Regions from separate parts of the Rattus norvegicus genome. Here region 1 is linked to region 2. A link is a contact called in public Hi-C data. All regions are on one chromosome and are shown on one strand. Each heading gives the region's core, a stretch centred on a gene start, on an enhancer-like site or on the middle of the called end of the contact. The rest is flanking DNA. Distances are from core to core; before and after follow the strand shown.

Region 1 (4,488 bases), core at 1,893-4,392, 82 kb after region 2:
AAAGGTGTGGTAGGACTTGTGGCCCTTTCCAAGGCCACAGCAATTGCATCCTACAGATACCAGCCCACCCATCCCCCTGTGCTTCCGGACTAGTCTGCTGATCCACTGGGTGTCAGGATTTCTCCTGATAGGTTTGTGGAACAGATCAATGAGGACAATGAGGACAACCTCAAAGGATTTGTGTGTGGACTTTTCACCAGCCCAGTAAGGATTCAGGACTTCGCTGGAGAGATGGCTTAGTGGTTAAGAGCACTGACTGCTCTTCCTGAGGTCCTGAGTTCAATTCCCAGCGACCACATGGTGGCTCACAACCATTCATAGTGATATCTGATGCCCTCTTCTGGTGTGTCTGAAGATAGCAACAGTATACTCATATATAGAATAAATTAGGTCTTAAAAAAAAAAAAAAAGAATTCAGGCCTCTCCAAGCCCCATAGTGGCATCCAGCTCTCTCCTTGGCAACAGACTGAAGACTTCAGACAAGCTGGCTTGTTACCCTGGACAGATCTGCCTAAGTTACACCCTTAGGAACTGTGCAAACCCTGTACATGACATAAGCTTGCTTGGCCTTGTACCCGTCTGTGAGCTTTATCGGGCTGGGTGGGATGGGAAGCCCTGTGCAGCACAGAGCCGCTGGTCTGGCCAGCAGTGGGCAGAGAAGAAAGTGCTACCTCTTCCACGGCTCCTGGATGTGTTTGTGTGCACACGTCTTGTCTCTCATGATGGCTGCGGCCAGATGGAGAGGGAACACTGATGTGTGAACAGCCCATCTTAAAGCTGTCCTCTTCTTCACCACCTTCACCAAAGCCAGTGTGAAAACCCAAGCACAATCAAGTTTTTCAACTCTCTCATTTGCTAGTGCTGTGCCTAGTAACAAATATTTAAAGGGGCAGGCATAATTTGCAATAAGATGATTTTATAATCCCCAGTTACTGCTGCTCATTTATTTGAATTCTAAAGTAACATCTCATATAAGATTCATGCTACAAATAACAGAATGAGCACAGTATCATAGCAACCCAACTACCATTCGGAGGCATGCAGAGGACGTGGTCCAGAATTCTAATTTAAGAGACTGACACAAGATATAGGACATGCAGCTTTTAGGCAATATCGGAGAACGTTATAACTGAGAGCCTAAACTAGTTTTTATCTAAAACTAAGGATCAGGCTTTAGTAAGGAAGCAATGGGATTATTTATCTATTAACAAATGACTCAGCACTATTACTATGACTGAGTTAAGAGTCTGTGATTTCGTTACAACTGAAAACCAAGAAAGTATAGACAGCACACCCGAGGAAATGTCAACAGCACACTATCAGTCTGATATCTTAATATATAAAGGACTATTAAGGGAAACCACTGCAGTACTGCCTAAACTTAACAGCAGCTTTAATTACCATTCAAATATAACTGTATCCATAACTACTATTTAGAAAAATTAAAGGACACAGGTTAGTTCTTCTTCCAAAATATTAACTATTAGCTAGAAGGTGCCTATAATCTCAGTATTTTGACGGCTTAGGCAGGAGAACTGAGAGCTCCAGGCTACCCTGGGCTGCATAACCTAGTCAAGAAAGGGAAGAGAGGAGGGGAGAGGCAGAGAAAGGAGGAGAGGAGGAGAAGCTAATCACAGATGACCTCACTTCCAATCGAGCAGTGAGAACAGGGAACAAGGATGAGTTAGTTATGTTATACAGAGTCCTGGCCGTGGAAATGAATAAACTGCTGCTGAAAACTGTCACTGGGAGACACATGGAAAACTTGGGTCATCTCCTTAATCTCATTTGAATTGAGACTTTTAAGGAACCAGAAATGTTAAGCAGATCTTTACACATGAAGTAGAAGGCTGAGGAAACTATGGCTCTCACTGTGATGCTGGGAGGAAACTATCTTGTGTTAATGCCCACACAACCCTAAAGAAACACCTGCCGCTCTCTTACGGAGAACATTGCCTTCTTCAACAGGTATGGAAGGACCACAACTACACCCGCTCCAGTTCCTTCGCCACCACAGGCTGGCTCTGTGAGGATATTTCCTGGGGCAATGATGGACTACTAGATTTTCTAATAAATCTATGTATAAACTCTTAAAACAAGGCTCTTAGAAACGCTACCCACAGTAGTTTCTGCTTCTCATCCAATCTTCAACACTACAAACAAACAAACAAGCACGCTCTGAGCCAGAAGAGATAGGTCAGCAAGTAAAGACACTTGCTGCCCGCCTGACAACCTGCATTGAATCCTTAGATGCCGAAGGGCCAACTCTCACAAGCTGCCCTTTGACCTCCACACGCGTGCCAAGGCATGCCTGTGTGAGGGCACACACATGCATAGAGATGCACATATGGATAAGTAAATAACGACTTCTAAAAAGAAAGCTTCCTTTTGGTATGTGAGATTATTTATCTACTTATTAGCATCTACTTATGTTAGACTGAGTGTGTGCTCTCGGGGCACAGGGTGGGAGTGGGAATCGGAGGACAGCTACAGACACAGGTCACTGGGCCTGGCATCAGTCACTTGCCTGCTGAACCATCTCCACAACCCTAGCATGTGCAATTTACCTGAAAGGTTTCAAAGGACCCAACTCACTATTTCTAGGAATAAGTAATTTATTCAGAATCATCTAAAAAGCGTTGTTTTCCTTTCAGAAAGGTCATGTGGTTTATAGTATTATATAAGCATGAGGTGAGGGTTGGGGATTTAGCTCAGTGGTACAGTGCTTGCCTAGCAAACTCAAGGCCCTGGGTTCAGTCCCCAGCTCCGGGGGGGAAAAAAAAAAAAAAAAAAAAAAAAGCATGAGGTGACCAGGCTAGCCTTCCCTTACACTGGTCTCACTGACAGCAAAGCACGAGGCCTGCTCTGAAAGGGGAGTCACCAAACACAAAACAAAAACAGCCACATGAAGAAACGAGGTAGTTAAGAATGATCTTTCTCACTGTGTACTCTTTCAACGGGCTTATTTCAGAAAACAATGAAAGGGAGGCTCATTTATGACTCACACCGAGTATTACATCCTAAAATAGTCGTCACTGCTCTAGAACTAAAAACAAGCTTCCAAGTGTGTGCAGGGCTATCCAGGTGATCACAGAAACACCAGCTCTCAGCTACACCAAGCACCAACTCCATGTCTGGCTGCCCCAGAGCTGGAGCGGCTAAGGAAAGCTCAGATGTTTTCCCCTCTCCTTCTGGATGACCAGACTTCCCCAGGAAGGAGACAGGACGTCAGACTAACAAAGGAGCATGTCGTTGTCACATCTGCTCCTCCAGTCGTCCTTACATTCAGGTTAAGGCTCTCTACAGGAACAAATGTATCTGGAATACTCCTTAAAGAGATGCTGCACGATTGTCCAGGTTCATCTCCTCTAGAAACCTGAGGAGACTAAAATCAGTGATGTTTGGCGAATTTTCCTAATTAAGTTCACACACAAGTCTGTTATCTCGGACCACTTCATTTCCTGCTTTCAGAGAGCGGGGGACCAGTGGGAAAGACAGTGCTGGGCTAACGTTGCCAAAGTGTGAGAAAGTTCTTATATCCTACACAGCATCTCAAAGACGGGTAAAGCCTCCGTTCTTGACCATCTGGGATGACACGTTCAAGCTACCACCAGCAGTGACTGAGCGACTGGTGACTCCGATCTGCGTCGCCGGGGTGCTGCACCATTAGCAGTCATCTTGTTATCAATCATGGAGCAAATGATCTCTACTATTCAAGGCAAACGCTAGGTCGTTTAAAGGCAGTGAAACAGTGGTGCACGTTCACCCACGGCCCCTTCTCCTGCGGCTAAGAAGCCAGCAGCTTTCTCAGAAATCTCTCAAGGAAGGTGCTCAGTTTGACTTTAAGGCAGTGAGCGTGCATCTTCAGTTTAGCACGACAGAGAAGGAATCAGCAACCAACCGGGAAGATCGAACTGTAAGTGAGCGGCGAAGAATACAACCTGGCCTAGGGCTTGGTTTCTTTATCTACGAAACGGTAAGAATGTTGGTCTATATGCGCAGTTCCTGTGCTGGTTACTGGTCCCTAGCTGGTGGAACCATCTGAGAAGGATGGAGGTATGGCCTTGTTGAAGGACTATGTCACTGGAGTTTCTTGGCCTTTGAGTTTCAAAAGCCCATGCTATTCCCAGATAGTTCTCTCTCCCCTCTGTCTGTCTGTCTGTCTGTCTGTCTGTCTGTCTGTCTGTCTGTCTCCTGTTTACATATAAGAGGCAAATTCTAAGCTCCTGCTCCAGCCTGTCTGCTGCCATGCTCACGGACATTACAGTTATGAACTTTTAATTCTCTGAAACTGTAAATTCCCGATAAACTCGTCCTTCTGTGAACTGCCTTGTTCATCGTGTCTCTTCACAGCTATAAAATGTTTTTCTTTAAATGGACTTAGTAATAGCCTTTGCTTCATTATTTCACTCGATAAGCACCCTGCAGGCTCTAAATGCAGGTGTCAGATTCCAAGGCATTTTGTGTAAAGGCACAGACGGACAACTC
Region 2 (4,270 bases), core at 599-3,098:
TGGTTGCCACCATCAGCTAGGAGCTCCTCCTGGCGGGTCTGGCCCCCACAGACTTCCTTTGAAGATGCCATGGGGCCCAGTAGTCCAAGTCTGTATCACAGATTTGGTTCAAGGAGTCTCTCAGAGGACACCATCCACTGAATTCACTACAGAATTCTTAGGCAGCCCAGAGCACTGCAAATATTTGTTGACTAAAGGATTAAGGATTAAACTATGGGAAGGAGGTCGGGGAGCAGGGTCTCAAGACATCTTCCTGCCCAGGATCCAGAGTCTCTGCCACCAGGACCCCCACCCCAAGCTATGTCCTCTGGGTCATTGCTTGAGCCAGGACTGCAGTGGAAGCTGCACCTTCCTATACAAAGTAGCAAATACAGAGACCCACACAGCTCCACCGCCAGGCATCATTGTAACCACCATCCAGCCATGCTGCAGACTCAGACAGGCTTAACAGGACGAGCTGAGGCCAGAGCACAACTGGAAATTACAGAAGTGCTGACAGCTATAGCATCCTGAATGAGCCTGATCTTACCTGAGGGGAAGAGATAACCAGAGCCAAGATCCACAAGCCCAGGGTGAGCACCAGGCTCCAGATCAGCTTAGATATCAGATGCTCTCCCGCCCACCCCCCGCCCCCGTGGTACATGAGGTTGGGAAGCTGTGGGACTGGGGGAGCCATTCCCCAGCAAGAGTGAGGCGTGCCCAAACCACCCAAAACCTTGTCCTGAGACCAGCAGGAGTAGGACTGCTTCTTCCCTGCTCTGAGCCTACGTGCCCCAGGGCACATAAGCCTTATGCCCCCCACCTCTGCCACTCCCACCTCTGCCACCCCCACCTCTGCCACCCCCACCTCTGCCACCCCCACCTCTGCCACCGTTAAGATAGTCAGGGAACCTGGTGGCCAAATTACAGGTTAAACTTCCTCTCTCCCTATAAGGACAAGTACCTGAAATTCCTCCTGCAAAGGAAGCATTCCCAGCACCTCAGCCTCAGCCAACTTGTATACTCACCCGGAAAACCCCTACCCACTCCCCAAGATTTATGTAGCCCCTGTGCACCCCCCTTCCCAATAAAGAGAGCTGTTTCACTGACAACTGTCTCCAGAGAAGGCTGTTTGTCCCACACTCATACTAACCAATTTCCTGTCTAACCCACCCACCTGGCTAAGCCCCATTCCTTCTGGTCCAGCCCCATGCTCGACTGTGCCTGGGTACCCCGAGGGCAGAAACAGACCCTGGGACCGGCAGTGCTAACGAGAGCCCTGCCTCCTGGCCACCACTGCTTTACTCTAACCTTTCTTTTCTAATAACTGCCTCAGTTCGCAACCTGCCCCAGGACCTCCAGCACCTTGGACAATACCCCCACACCCTCTCTCCACATCCTACATAAGAGAAGGCCAGAACCAGGCTGTCTGCCTTGCTGGAGAGCAGGGACGGTGGTCTAGAACCAGGGAACTGAAGGCTTGAGCCGAAACTAAAGCATCAGGAGACTCGAGCAACAAGATGTGTCTGTCCTCTGCTCGTAATGGCTAACATCCTGATTCCCTAGCTAGATCCCTGGACAGCAGGGTATCTAGAAGCCACCACCCTTGATGACCCCACAGGGAGAGGACAGGGCAGCAACCCCAGGACTGATGGATGTTCTGGCTCCAGGAAGTCTTTTCCTGCCTGGTTTTCCCTTGGGACTCTGGAGCAGGTGGTCCGAGACAAAGGGCAGCCCAGCTGGCTCCCTGGGCAGCCAAGATCAGCAGCAAGGGCAGTGTTTGTTTTCCTTGCACACCACCCAGGCTGGTTACCACTTGCTGCTGTGGTTGCCTGGGGACCGATTGCTATTTTCATGTAGGCCCCACGTGATGAGCTGTGGAAACACTGTGGCAAGGTTGGTCTGACAGGTGATACTCCAATAGGCTCTGCCAGAGAGGAGAGTTTGTCAGCAAGAGGGAGGTTCAACATTTCACCCACACAGCCCTGAGTGTGGGACAGGAGAGGGTGGCTGGGAGAGGCTGTGCCCAGAGACAGGAGTACCAGTTCATTCCTTGTTCATTCATTCTCACATGTTCTTTGCCTTGTGTACATAGGATCAAACATTCAAGGCTTATGACTTTGTGCTAACTGCGTGGATATGGCAAACCGAATGAGGGTGTCCCAGCCCCAGAAGCTAGCATAAAATACAGGTACAGTTCTGCGGGTTCCAGGCCATCGCAGAACCACATGGGTATCGTGTTCCCATCTTGGCAGGAAAGGTAACTGAACAACTTCCCTGATGAAGTATCTAAGAATAAATAGATTATTGAAGGCAGAGTGGACAAGGGGAGAGCAGCATGTACATGGTCCAGAGGAGACTGAGTATAGCACTTCCAGAGGAGACTGAGTATAGCACTTCCAGAGGAGACTGAGTATAGCACTTCCAGAGGAGACTGAGTATAGCACTTCCAGAACAGACTGTGTTGTGGGATGGTGTCATACAGGTGAGGCAGGTACAAGATAGAATGAGACCTATCATTGGATGAGAAGGAAGGATGGGCAGGAGAAAAGTCTGAGGGAAGAGGAGACTGGAATGGAAAAAAGGGCAGACTGGAAGAGACTAGAGGAGGAAGCTACAGAGAGAACATGGAGGCTGATGTTAAGATTCCACTCTGTGTGTTTACAGGTTGTTATGAATGTTCTTTTTTTTTCTTTTCTTTTCTTTTTTTTTTTTTCGGAGCTGGGGACCGAACCCAGGGCCTTGTGCTTGCTAGGCAAGCGCTCTACCACTGAGCTAAATCCCCAACCCCTGTTATGAATATTCTTAAGGGATGGATGTGTATAGGGCTTTGTATGTTTATGTGGGCAATTATATCTTATCAACTGGATCAGAGGTTATTGTGTTGTGTGTTCTTTCTTGTGGAGAATTTAGTTTGGTAGAGCGTGTGGCAGCAGAGACACTGGGCTGCCACAGAATCGGGATGTGTGCTTCTGGCAAGAAATCTACCAGACATCTTAGGGCACTGCAGTGCTGGATCTAGTGGGGGTAAAAGACAGCCCCCTTTTTATAACTTACAGCAACACTAAGTATAGCACTTCCAGAGGAGACTGAGTATAGCACTTCCAGAGGAGACTGAGTAGAGCACTTCCAGAGGAGACTGAGTAGAGCACTTCCAGAGGAGACTGAGTAGAGCACTTCCAGAGGAGACTGAGTAGAGCACTTCCAGAGGAGACTGAGTAGAGCACTTCCAGAGGAGACTGAGTAGAGCACTTCCAGAGGAGACTGAGTAGAGCACTTCCAGAATGTATGCCCAATCCTGGGTGAAGTGGGAGCCTCACCAAGAACCAGTAAATGGGGTGCAGAGGGCAGGGGGAGGGATTGGGGAATGAGATGATGTGGGACCACCGAAACAGTTGTGATGAGGTCCCAGGTAGCAAAATGCAGCTCAGGTCTTCCCTGGAGAGAGTCAGGCTTCCCCACTACCAGTGAGACATGGGGGTTTGGGGGCTCCACAGGCATCTGAGGGCCTGGAGATGACACTAGGAGAGCCAAGCTAGAGCTCTGGCCCAGTCACTGCCATCCACCCTTTCTCCAAATCACATCCTACTGCCTCAACTCCAGGCATGTACCTAGATGTCTTCTGCCTGCCTGTGGCCATTCCCCTGCTTCCTGGCCTCGAAGGTGGAGTGGTATGCAACAGAGGGAGGAAAAACGTAGATAAACACAGCACCCACAGGTGCCAGTAACCAGCTAGGCACACACCTGCCTCCCCCAGTCCCAGGCCAGCTTTGTGACATGGCTGTTTTACCCTCATTAGGAACATTAAGAGACTGAAGTTCCTAGACCCTAACCAGCCTCACCAGACCTGCGGTGATGCAGTCAGAGGTCAGACACAGGTGTGACTCTGAAACCCAGCTCTACAAGGCCACAAACACCCACTGCCTGTCAGGTGCTCCTGAGGCCAAGACAACAAGGTACCATCTCAGGAGAGCTAAGGAGACACGAGGGAGGAGACCACAGAGAGCTGGGCTTGTCCTAAACCTATGCCCCTTGACCTTGGGAGAGACTTTGTGGGGCCCATGAAGAGTAGAAATGATGGCGCCTGTCTCCAGATCATGAAAGAAAAAGTCATCCACAGAAAAGAAAAGTCAGCCAGTGACATCGCCAGCCAGAAAAGTGAGTGAGCCTGTGAGGGAGGAAGGCTCCTTCATATTCTCATTCTCTCTCTCCCTCTCTGTCTCTCTCTGTCTCTGTCTCTCTCTGTCTCTCTCTGTCTCTCTGTCTCTCTCTCTGTCTCTGTCTCTCTCTG

What was found. Hi-C and Micro-C count contacts between places; a contact is called where the count stands out from the background.
Region 1: a Hi-C map of psoas muscle shows a contact between it and region 2, with 1.8 times the contacts expected there. The contact joins two enhancer-like sites. A contact is called at or near these places in 6 of 12 Hi-C or Micro-C datasets (the Rat2 cell line, hepatocytes, kidney and 2 more).

What each region holds. Positions count from the first base shown.
Region 1 is chr13:105,492,804-105,497,291 of GRCr8, forward strand. All of the region lies in intron 1 of Ppp2r5a (protein phosphatase 2, regulatory subunit B', alpha), which reads right to left. Among named protein-coding and RNA genes, the nearest start is that of Ppp2r5a, 12 kb to the right of the region's middle. Within about 2 kb of position 3,143, at least 8 of the 93 cell types and tissues checked have an H3K27ac peak or open chromatin away from gene starts, as enhancers often do.
Region 2 is chr13:105,412,488-105,416,757 of GRCr8, forward strand. No RefSeq gene overlaps it. Among named protein-coding and RNA genes, the nearest start is that of Nenf, 11 kb to the right of the region's middle. Within about 2 kb of position 1,849, at least 7 of the 93 cell types and tissues checked have an H3K27ac peak or open chromatin away from gene starts, as enhancers often do.